2 separate regions of the Neogale vison genome follow, and region 2 is linked to region 1. Evidence: chromatin contacts called from public Hi-C data. All regions are on one chromosome and are shown on one strand. Each heading gives the region's core, a stretch centred on a gene start, on an enhancer-like site or on the middle of the called end of the contact. The rest is flanking DNA. Distances are from core to core; before and after follow the strand shown. Region 1 holds the start of ATG10 (ubiquitin-like-conjugating enzyme ATG10). Region 2 has its middle 61 kb from the start of SSBP2.

The links. Hi-C and Micro-C count contacts between places; a contact is called where the count stands out from the background.
Region 2: a Hi-C map of muscle shows a contact between it and region 1, with 5 times the contacts expected there. The contact joins the enhancer-like site here to the promoter of ATG10 in region 1. A contact is called at or near these places in 2 of 3 Hi-C or Micro-C datasets (fibroblasts and muscle).

Annotation. Positions count from the first base shown.
Region 1 is chr1:209,735,476-209,741,459 of ASM_NN_V1, reverse strand. It overlaps ATG10 (ubiquitin-like-conjugating enzyme ATG10), which reads left to right and starts at 3,543. Exons shown (of 9, transcript XM_044266130.1): 1 at 3,543-3,766; 2 at 5,769-5,846.
Region 2 is chr1:209,825,686-209,831,935 of ASM_NN_V1, reverse strand. No RefSeq gene overlaps it. Among named protein-coding and RNA genes, the nearest start is that of SSBP2, 61 kb to the left of the region's middle. Within about 2 kb of position 2,610, the one cell type or tissue checked has open chromatin away from gene starts, as enhancers often do. A contact at or near this core is called in fibroblasts, where this site is marked.

The DNA.
Region 1 (5,984 bases), core at 2,294-4,793:
TCTGCCTGCCTCTCTGCCTACTTGTAAACTCTGTCAAATAAATAAATAAATAAGATCTTTAAAAAAAGGAAAGAAAATTTTTGTTCATAAAAAACTGAGCTGATTATAGAGAATTCTCATGTATGCCATTCACAGTTTCCCCTTTTATTAACATCTTGTCTTAGTGTGGTACATATGTTATAATTGATGAGCCAATATTGATAGATTGTTGCTAAGTCTATGGTTTATATCAGAATTCATTCGTTGTGTTATGTAGATTTTACATTTTGACTGAGGTAGAATGTCATATAGCCACCATTTCAGTATCAAAAATGATAGTTTTGTGGTCCTAAAAATGCTGTATGCTTTTTTATATTCCTTCCCCCAGACTCTGGCAACCACTGATCTTTTTACTGTTTCTATAGTTTTGCCAACTATAAATTTTTTCTCCACTTTTTTAGGTAAGTGCTATGTACATACAGGTTTATGTTTCTTATCTCAGCCATCCAATCAGATTACCTCCATAACTTTTTCTTTTATATAATTTATCTTTTCCTGAGGACCTCCTGGAGGGTGGTGGAAGAGATCTGCCTACTATAAGCTGCAGCAGAGAGAACTATCCCTTCTCAGTATCCTTTCTCCCCTTCTTCCTTTTAATAATTAAAATAATCTCACTCTGTCAAGGTTTGACTGAGCTCTCGGCTATGACTGCATTTCCTACCTTCTTTGTATCTTGGTGTGGCCTGTGGGATATGAGCAGGAAGAAAATGTACAACTGATATGAACTGACAAGATTGAGAAAATAAGACATTTACCATACAATTTTAAAGATTTTTGTATGGGTTCCTGGCTGGCGTAGTCAGTGGGGCATCTGCCTTCAACTCAGGTTGTGATCCTGGGATCCTGGGATCAAGCCTCATGCCGGTCTCCCTGCTCAGTGGGGAGTCTGCCTCTCCCTCTCCCTCTCTTCCTGCATGTGCTCCACTCACTTGCTATTTCTCTCTCTCAAATAAAGAAATAAAAATCTTAAAAAAAAAAAAGATTTTTATTTACTTTTATTTTGAAAGAGCATGTGAATAGGAGGGAGGGGTAGACGAAGAGGCAGACAATCTTCATGCAGACTCTGCTCAGCCTGGAGCCAGACTTAACCCAGAGCTCCACCCCAGGATCCTGAGATCATGACGTGAGCCAAAAACCAAGAGTTGAATGCTCAACCTACTGAGCCACCCAGTAGTAATTTTAGACTTGTGTCCCATTCCTGGACTGTACTACCTAAAGAATATTGTGAATTAATATTATATTTGCGATGGACAAATAGACTCCTGTGAGGGTAAGTAAAGGAGTGGTCAAGTAGCTAGAGGGAAAATCAGGAGACTGTGGTTTTATGGAAGCTAAAGGAAGCAAGACTTCGTAGATGTGATCAACATGTCAAATGAAACTGAGAAATCCAATGAAATAAGGAATGGGGATTTGATCATTAGTCTTAGTTTTCATATCTATAAAATGGGTATCTTGTGTGGCTATCATATGGTTGACTAAACTAAACTAAGCTTCTGGCTTATAGTGGGTTCTCAATAAATTTTAGTTTCCTTCTCTTTTTGTGATTAACCCATTGTTTTATTCAACAAATACTTATTACTAGTGACGAACTCTGCAAGAGACTGGCTATGCAATCATGACAGACCCTGCCCTAAAGCACTCTGTATTGTTGTAGGGGCCATAAACATAACATAAACATAAGTAGGTCAGTACTATTCCTTTCCACGAGTGATATGATGAAAGGAAGTATATGGAAGTTACCTGATTTATTTTGTTTTGTTTCTTTGGTGTTGGCAGGTGAATTACAAAACTTAAGATCATCTCAAGTGCAAAATAAAAAACCAAAAAAACAAAAAACCAAAAAAACAAAAAAAACCCCAACCCCCCCAAACCCCCCCTTTTTTTTGTTAACATGATATTGTTGATGCATGAAAGTGTTTCTAGATTACTGAATACAATGCCAAGCAACACATTCTTATTTTTGTATGTGAAAGTTCTGTTTTTTGAATAACTGCTTAAAGTTGAAGGAAACATCCATCCACTAAAGTTCTCAGTCAGAACTCACTGCCCTTTACCAACACCCCCCCAAAAAGTGAATACTTTCAATTGGCAGCTATCTAGTTCATTTATATCCATAGCTGCTCAAATGTTAGGAAATTCATTTACTAGCAGTATCCTTTTTTTTCCCCCCATAAGATTTTATCTATTTATTTGTGACAGAGGAAGAGAACACAAGCTGGAAGGAGGATGAGAGGGAGAGGGAGAAACTGATCCCCCACTGAGCAGGGAGCCCAATGATGATAAGCACTGGGGTGGGGGGGACCTCAATCCCAGATCTGAAGGCAGACACTTAACCAACTGAGCCACGAAGGCACTCCTAGCAGTATCTCTTTTAAAATTGAGTTTTATTTTACATGCAGTAAAATCTATCCTTTTTATGAGTTCTTGCAAACCAAACAACCGTGTAATCACTAACACCCTGAAAGTATAGAACAGTTGCATTACCCCCTCCCCCAAATTTCCTCAAGCTCTTTTTTAGTCAACCCCATTCCCTGGTCACCATTCATCAGTGTTCTGTCCCTTTTTAAGAACTTTTTATTTTGAAATAATCGTAGCCTCACAAGAAACCACAAAAATAGTACAAAATCTTGTGTACCCATCGCCTAGCTTTCTCCAATGGTGACATCTTACATAACTGTGGTACGAGATCATAACCGTGCCCTGTAATGTTTGAAGGCAGGTTTTCCTTTCACTTCTTTGCCTGTGTTTACTTTTTTCTTTTCACACAAATGTAATTCTGTTGTGATAAAAGGAACAGATGCTAGTTTTCCCTCAGATGTCTGCTGTTGTATTTCAGTATTTCAATTCCATCACCCATGTTACTCCTACATCTTTCTGTGGTCTTTTCTTTATCCCACCGTTCCCCCCCCTCCCCATTTTAATTCTTTTGCTTGATTTTTTTTTTCTCTTTTTTTTCCCCTGAGCTATGTGCCACAGATGGTTCTATTGTAATTCTCGAAATGCTAACTTCTACCTCGGTCCTTCCGTTTTGAAGGAGGTAGTCGTGTTTGTGCTTAATTGTCGTGGTGCTTACAATAGTTTTACTGTGTGTGCGTTTGTGCGCTTTGGCCGGCTTGGATCTCCAGCCTCGGAGAAGGTTTTTGCTCTAGCCTTATTCATTTATTTTGCAGATATTTGGCTATCTGTTGGAAGAAAGGGTGCAGCGACCGTTAAAACTGCTGGCACCACCCCCCCTCCCAGGTTTCGGCTTGCCTATCACACCTCCCTAATGGGCCGCCTTTGTGCACTCAGAGCGCCCAGCTCACGTTCAGTTCCTGGGGCCTGGGAGGCGAGGGGCGGAGACTCGGCTCACTGGTCCAGGGCAGCGGGAAGGTCACGCCCCCTGGCCCGGGTTCTGCGCGCGCGGCCCGCTACGTCAGCCCCCCCGCGTGAGCCTGGCCCCGTAGTGCGCGGGAGAAGCTGGTGCGCATGCTCTGATTCGGTCGCTGCGGCGGCCCTGGGTGAGGGAGGTTTAGGTCTCTCTCTTGGAGGGCGTCTTTGCGCGTTCCCTCCGCTCCTCTGCTGTCATCTCCGTGGCCCCTGAGAGCCTATCACTCTCCTCCCTGGGGCTGCGGGCCGACGGCAGCTGACAGAGCGTTGGGCACCTCACCCCGGCTCCCCGCCCCCCCGCTCCGTTGCCCCGCCTGCGCCAGGCTGGGCGGCGGGGTCAGGGGCCGAGCGGAGCGGGGTGAGTATTCCCACAGCCTTTGCTGACCTCTTTTCCCGGCTGTGCTTCCCGCACGGTCCTCACCCCACTCCTGGGATGGTGAGGAAGGGCGGGTGCGGGTACGCGGGGAACAGCCCAGCCCTAACAAAAGAGTGGGAAACGGGCTCTCGCCAGTGAAATGTAGGCCGAATCCCGGCGGTCGTGGAGCGAGAGAGTAGGGGGTGGGTGGCAGGGGGAAGGAAGGCCCGCGCGCCCCGCGTGACCGGCACTCTTGGACCACGACTGAGCGCTCACGCAAACGTGGATAGTCGCTGCCTTGTGCGTTAGACCAGCGCAGGGATATCAAGTCTGTCTGTGTAACATTGCAACAAAGGGTATCAAGTTGCTCATGATTCCAGTGGCTAAGTTCCACTTAAGTTGAAGGGGTTTCAGATTCATTAAGTATCTGGGGGACTAAGTTAATATTTTTAGCCAACAATTTTTCGTCTTCCAAATAACCTTTCCACTCATAGTATGTGATACCATGCATTGGGGGTAGTTAACTGATTCATAGAAACATTTATGAGGACAAAAATTTATAAACATCTAGGAAAAGCAAAAGAATAGCGCAGAATGTAACCTTGCCTAAGAGGCCCACCTGAGGCTGAATTAATTATCTAGGGGACTGTACTCTTGCTTGACATAGTACTGATTAGGACCCAGGCCCAGCTCTTTCTTTTTCCTGTGTGTGTGTAATGGAGATGCAAATTATTTCTGACTGGGAGGAAAAAAAAAAAACACACACACTCCTGAAGATTGTGGCTTTATTGCCCTATTTCCAAGATTTTTATAATTTTTACCATTCAGCTTACTCCATCATGAGTTCAATAAATCTTTGCCACAGGCTCTCTTTGAGAGAATTATGTTTATAACTTAAAAAAATTACAGTTTAACAGGGGCCTTACTCTTTAGTGGCAAAAGCTTTAGTTTGTACTTTTTAGAATTGGAAAACATAGGCCCTTTATAATACTCAGCCACATTAGAGGACCTCAAGTAGAATCCTTAACTTCTTGCTTCTGAAGAGTCAAATATGGACAAAAGGAAACATGTACAAAATGAAAATTTAATCAAAAAGGAAATGTTGAGCATTGAGAAATTCGAATTAAGGCATTGTAATTACAAGGATTAAAAATCGTTACTGGTATTTTAATTGAAGTTAGTGGAAATAGTTTCTAGTTCTACAATGGATTCATTTGGATATAGATAGACTATTACAAGATTATTTCTCCTTACCTTCTCCCATCGCCACTTCCTTTACCCCTTTATTTAATATTAACTGCTACATCACGAAGCAATCAAGTTGGTCATAATGTTTTATGACAAATTATAAATTGATAGTTCCCAATGCTTATAAATTTCTGAGAAAAATAAGCAACACTTTAGGAAAAATATGTCAGGTAAAGTTTACATAAGTAGATTGTGTAAGTCTGGGTTTGATTAGATTATTAATATCTTGATGTGTTTGGGACCCTGGAGGCAGTGTTTGAATCATAAACATAGTCTGGAACCATAACAACAACAAGGTGCTGTAGAGATTATTTAGTGATTATGTGTTGAAAACAAATGTCTTTAGGGGCTTAGCAGACTGCTAACATACTTAGCAGACAGTATGAAACTACTGGAAAGTAGGGGAATGGAGAATAAACTACCTAAAAGCATCCAGGTTAGGGAGAAGTTGCTGAAAACTGCAAAACCAAGAGTCACCTCTAAAGAACCTGGTAGCTCAGGCATTGAATTGCTGATCTCATAGGTTTACAGAATCCAGGAAGAGTACTTACTAATATAAGTTTAGCTTTGAGGTTAGGGTTAATTCATATCACTCTCATTTAATAGCCTTCAGAGAAAACTTTTAAAAAGCGTCTTTACCTAGCTCAAGGACCTACAATGGATTCTTACTGCCCACTGCTTTAAATGGAATTTTTCAAGAGTTTTGGGTTTATCAGTAAACAGCTTTCCTTCCTCCAAATCACCGGCCTCTCCATAGGCTAAATTCTCAGCTTCTTGGTGGCAAAAAAGAAAGAAAAGCACACCACTTCTCAGGAAAAACACAGCTTCCTTGGAGGTCAGTATATATCGAGTCAAATGTAGATTGGGATTTCAGATATCAAAGTTCTGCTAAGAAACCTTATGGTTAAGTTTTCTAGACTTTGTTAAGGTTTTTGTTTTGTTTTGTTTTAATACTTATTTGACAGAGAGAGAG
Region 2 (6,250 bases), core at 1,361-3,860, 91 kb before region 1:
CTTGGGCTCTAAATCCCTTAATATTTCTACCTGATTTAAATCTGACTTTAATCCTGCATGATAAATGAAGATTCTGTATCTTTTTACCCTTGCTTTTTGGAGTAATTTGTCTAACCCAACACCTGTGTAAATAGATCAGATTGTCTAAGTGATCCAAAGGCATTCCATTTAGGCAAGGTAGCATCAGCTCCAAGAGTAGCAAACAATGCCAACTGCCACCCCAGCAGGGGACATCCTAACCTGGAGAGTATGTAGGTGCTTCTGGAGTGATTGCTTTTAGACACCCGCCCCACCCCCTAAAGGAAAGACATCTCATTCCTCTGATTTCATGTAGAGTTCCCCTGAACAGCCACTACAGGTCTCCATCTACAGTATTTCCAATGCCTCACCCCCACCCCCCAAACTTAAAAAAAAAAAAAAAAAAAAAGTCCCTGTGAGGCTTTAGGTAGCTGTCTAGGAGAAATCCGGGCATTTTCCCAGCCCAGTGCTTCCCTGTGGCAGGAGAATGTGCCTTTCCCGGAGTGAGGCTGACTTTGCCCTCAGGTTACATTTCCACACAAAGAAGTCTTTAAGGGTGCTGTAGCAGGCCTCTACACTGGAGGTTTAGGTCTGTCAATCTAAGAAAAAAAGGAGGCCGTCATAAAACTGCAGGAGCCAGCAGTGGGGAATTACAACTTCAGGATCAGCGGAGGTCTGCCTCACAGCCCTGCTCTATGCTGAGAGTCGGCCTCTCTAAGGACAGAGAACAATAAAGCAGAAGGAATGTAAGTCAGTTGGCTGCTGGATTGCAGGAGCAGGAATCCGGGAAGGGGCCCTTGTGGAGGGTGCTGCAGTGACTCTTGGCCACTGCCACTGTGTCAGCCCAGCTGGGCAACCCGAGTCTGAGAGAATGTGAAAAGTGGTCCCAAGGCCAACAAGCCAAGAGGCCTGCGGACACCCAAGCCGGAGGCTGCGTGTGGAGCAGCCCAAGCAACTCCATGTGTAATTCAGTCGATTTGTAGTTAATAAGAACAAATACTAATTAAGATCTCAGTGAATGACCACAACAGGCAGAAAAACAGGAAATATATCAGAAGGTCACCTGAACACTGCGGAGAGCTATGAGGGAAAACAAAGGTGGTGGCCTCTGGGAGGGAGGCAAAGAGGGGGTGAGGAAGCTACCAAGTGGATCTGATTGGTTGGGAGGATGGGGGTGGGGGTAAGTGGGTAATGAGCTGAGAATAGAGAAGGCATCACTACCACCTGTCCGGCAGCTCCACAGCCCTGATTTTGGCAGGGTGGCCCTGATGCCTGCGCAAAAGGCTGGTTGGACTTAGCTCGAGAGCTTCCTAAAATATCCATGGGCCTGATGCAATATCACTTTGTGATAGCACTGCATTGCGATGTGGTGACAGGATAACCTGGTGCTGAGGAAGGAGGGCCTTTTATGTCTTCATGATTGTGTCTGAGAGAGGCCAAGTGATGGGAGCATTCCCAAAGGAGAATGGGTCAGCTGGAAGAGTGCTTAAGCTTTCTGATGTGGAAGGAACAGAGTTCCCACCCACCCACTCCCTGCAGAGGCTGGACACCTGGGGAGGGCTCAGTTAGGGGATTGAGACTTAGGAGGACAACCCCTGGGGGCCCCTCAGCAGTCCACAGGGCATTCTAAAAAGCTGAGCAAGTGGGGGGAAGGAGCTGTGCTAACCAGTCTTCACAGAAAAAGCAGCAGAAAGAAGAGGGTAGCTTCCTTCTAAGTATGTCCTCTGAGCAAAGGCAGAGGAGTAGGTTTGGGGAAGGGGAGAGGAGACAGACCTAATTTGGAGAAAGCCACCAGCGCTGGTAGCACTGGCCAGGTTGGGCCTAGGTCTCCAAATAAAAACAATTTGCCTAGCTCCAGGCAAGCCCTTGTTCTGCGTAATGACTTGAATTCCGAAATGTGAATTAAACCTTGCAAAGGAATGCAACTCTTTCTCCCTTCCCCAGGCCATTCTACCATTCTTAGGGGGTAAGAGGTGGTTTTAGAGGAAGATTTAAAATTTTTGCCCCTTTACCATAGCATGGAAAGCGCCAACCACATCTCCCGCCATCCCTACCCCCACTGTTCAAAGTGTTCAAAACTAAAAGCTGCAACATCTTTTCAGCAAGTAATCAGCACAAGTTGAAAGGCACATGCTGTCGCATTTCTGATCAGATTGTATGTTAAGCAGGAAAATATACCCCCTCTACACCCCCTCCTCTTTTTTTTTTTTTTTGGCTAAATGCATGTCTGTTTAAAGAGCCACCAGGCAGTGCCTCTCACTTTGTCTTGGCAGGGCACAACCATCAGACGAAGTGGGAGGAAGAAACATTAACTTCAACAGCTGTTTCTTGACCCCGGCTGTCAGTCTTCCCAAGAATAAATTTTGGAGAGTCCTATTTGAAACAAAGAGGGAGTTTTTGAGGGGAGAAAAGTTGGTTGGTTCCAGGGAGGCCGCCCAAAGAAGCAGGGAACAAGATGTTTGCAGTTACCACGCAGCCTGCAAGCCTCTGCCGGGTGCAGGGATGGAGCAAAGTAACTTGAAAGCTCCCCTCTCGGCGCCCTGTGCCTCCAGCTTCCCCCCCTAACGTGCGCCCAGATCCAGCGCCGGTGGTAAGAGCCGTAGCTCGACTACAGTAATTCCCCAGCTCGGGCGGCTTGAAACTGCTCGGGCTGAATAGCATTTGCTGTTCCGTCCTGCGGCCGCCTCCCGCCGCCGCTGCCGCGCTCCCTGCAAAGCAGCTCTCATTATCCCGGAAGTTGTGCTGACACAGTCTCGCTGCCACCAGAAGTTTGTCAACATCAAACTTCTCCTGTGTGGGGTACGTTCACCTTCCACGAGTATTTAATCGAGCCAACAAGCAAACAAACAAACCCAAATAAACCTGCCCGTGATGTCATGGTCTTTTTTTTTTTTTTTTTTTTTTCCCCTTTTCCCTTCCTGGAAGGCTGGGGCCGTTAGAAATTTGGTGGTGGGCGTTTAGAGCGCCAGTGTGTTTTGCGGGGAGGGGGGGGGAATCAGGGGCAGCCCCCGGGGTGGGGAGTGGGGAAGGGGCTGCGGAGGGGGCGTGCGGGCGGTTGGAGCTGGGCGCAGGATAGGTGGTTAGGGGAGTGGGGCTGGCGAGTTGGTCCTGCCTTCCGAGGGTTTGGATACTGCACCGTCAGGGGCCAAGATTGTCGCTTGGCGTCCCCCAACCACGCAACAAAGGTTACCTGGGAGCGCTGGCCAAGTAAAGACGCCGGGGGAGGGGAGCGTTCCACACTCTCACTGCTCTTTTTGCACTCCTGCAGGACATTTCTGTAGACACCTCTTGAGATCTTTCGCAATAAAGGGCATTGGGGTCATAAAATGTATTTTGGGGCTTCAACTGCCACATAAAAGAAATCCTTGCGATTTAAGGGCAGGGATGTGCTACCTTTTCTGTCTTTAATAGGTCTGTTCTGATACCTTGATTAAACCGTTCGGTCTAAACTTAACTGACTCCTTTCTCTAAGCCAGGTCTCCGGTTTAGTTCAAGTTGCTGCTACCCAGTTTGGGTGTTTGTTGCTCCCCCGCCGAGACGCTCCCGGCGCGGCAACTCCCACTCCCCGACTCCCTAACCCCCCTACCCCCACCCCGCGGCCGCCCAGCTTTGGGGAGGAGGGGGAGAGGAGGATGCTGATTAACCCTTTCCGTTCCGTACTTTATCCGGACGTGATCAATCCTGCTCGGACTGTTGGAGAAGACAAGGCCTGACTTGCGTGGTTTTGACGCTAGGCATTCATGAAGCGGTGCCATTTGGGGGCCACAGGTTTTCCTGGAGGAGCTGGAAGCTCAGACACTGATAGTAACTTTGTGTCTAGTTTGAAAGGCCGTATAATAGCATTCAGACCCTGGAGATCAGAAAGGGATGGCCGCTATCCCCCACCTAATGTTTAAAGTCAGGTGTGGGTTGCTGAAGAGTGTTGGATATACCTAAAGTAGGCAACCCAAGGTTTGCTGTCTTGAACTGGAAATCTATCCACTTTTGGGGGGCAGGAAAATTCTCTTCTACTCTTCAAAAATAAGTAAAAGTGCATAAGGTCTCCAAAGACAATATTACCCGTTATCCCATTAGGATATTGTGGTGAGTGGAGAGGAGGTTTAATCCATTTAGGAAGCCAGGTACTTCCTTTACTCTTCTTGTTTGTTGGCTGTTATTAACCATGTTTTTAGAAAAAAAAAAAATCGTGTATACAGTACTGTGTCTCTGATAACAAGAAGGAAGACACTTTTTTCTATTTTTTAAAATGTCCTTAACAGGAAAAATTGTACTAATCCCAAAGGGGTCAGTTTACCTTAAACCCAAAACAAAAAGCCAAAAGCAAAATCTAAAGAAAATGCAATTCAGGTGTTTCTCAGGGACTAGAAGATACTTTTGAGAAACACAAATCAAACTGATACAAATACAGTTATGGAGAAGGGAATTCTTTAAAATATATACAAACAACAGCAACAAAAAACAACACAAATGTGTTTTCTTGAAAGTTTAGCTATTCACTACAGTGAATTTTCCAGTTGGCCATGCCTCAAAAATTTCCCTGCATTATTTAGAGTTCTTTGGGTGGCATTTTAATTTTTATTTATTTATTTTCTTCTAATCTACAAAGTACTACTCAACATGGTTGTACCTTTGTGTGAACAGGAGTCCACAAGGACATGTGGAGGATTCCATTTCCAACACCACATGCATGAATTACTTGCCCTGGTTGTTAATCTGTCATAGCGTTAAAAACCTGATTTATAAAAGGCTAGAGGACTTTCGCAGAACAAGGTAGTATATAGTTTCCATAGTTGGGCTTATTTACAAATAAAACTATTTTCCCTTTCTGTCCACAATTTCCTGGTTGCACAAAGATAATTTTCAGAGTTTTCAGTTTCTAGTTCCCCAATGGGAGCCGTAAGCATGAGGAAACAATTTCTTTTTTACAGTGATGTGAGCGCTATGCTCATCTGGATTTAGTTACTTCATAAGGTAAATATCACTAAATGTGCGCTGGGATCTTTAGGGATCTAAGGAGCTGGACGGGTGAAAATAGTCTACTGTGAAATGCTAAAGAATGTCAAACAACTGAATTTGAATTGGTTTGCAGAGCTAATTGGGTCAACTATGGTATTCTTTAAAGTGGAAATTAATTTGAACATTTTTCAAAAGTATTTTCAGTTTTCTTTTGGTTACATTTAGGTTATTTTGGTCACTATGATTTTTAGAATTTTACCCCAGGAATTCAATTAAAACAGACCCATCTGAAAAATATACCCTTCAGTGAATAATATCTGCTAATGAAAGTGTAGGTTTTGAATTTTATGCTAATTACATTTTTAAATAAGGATGTTCTTGAAATTATTTTTATTTAAAGGCAAAATATCTGCATAGATAATGGCCAAAGCTAACCAAACTGCTTTAAAAATTAATGAATATTAATGAAGTTCATGAATAGCACAATACTGCCCCTGCCTGCCTTAGGAAAACAAATGTATTGACTTCATTCTCCTAAAATAACAATCCTTAGTTACTGATGGTTAAAATAGTTTTGTTGCTAAAAGCTTGTACATAGTGCAGTTTTTGCAATTAGTAAGACTTGGCCTTGTTTAGTAGATTTCTATCTCTTCCCAAAAAGTAAGCATGTTTTACCTTTTTACATACCTGAATGCTATTTTTTTTATTAATTTGCCATCTCGTGACATTTTGTGATTTTTCTAAGTTCTCGTCCCCTGTCATTTTAGTAGCTCACATGAATGACTCAGGATTTTCAGGCCTTCATATATATTTGGTATATAGATAATGGCATCATTAGTCAGCACTTCCATTCATCTAAATTTGTGTAAGCACATGGGAAGCTGCTTAGGACATTTTGCAATGAAAGTGACAAATGGATGTCAATCAAGTGGCCCTACCCATTTCAACCTTATTTTCTATGATGTGTAAATGTTTGTGTATATTTATTCCGTAAGATAGGCTATAGGCTATTTTTTGATCTGGACATGCGCCTGCTAAGGGAAGTTTCCCAGGCAGATCACTGGTTGGCATTAGACTAAATTTGGGAAATTTAACAAATGAATGACCAAAAAAAAAAAAAGAAAAAAAAATAAGATATAAATTTAAGTAATGATGGAATCCATTCCCCTAAGAAAAACAATTTTTGTTACTGTAAATTTTTAAGATTCTATAGTTTTACTTCAAATGAATTTCTAATGAGAAAGGTAAAATCATTTCAAGTAAGCCAGCAAATTTG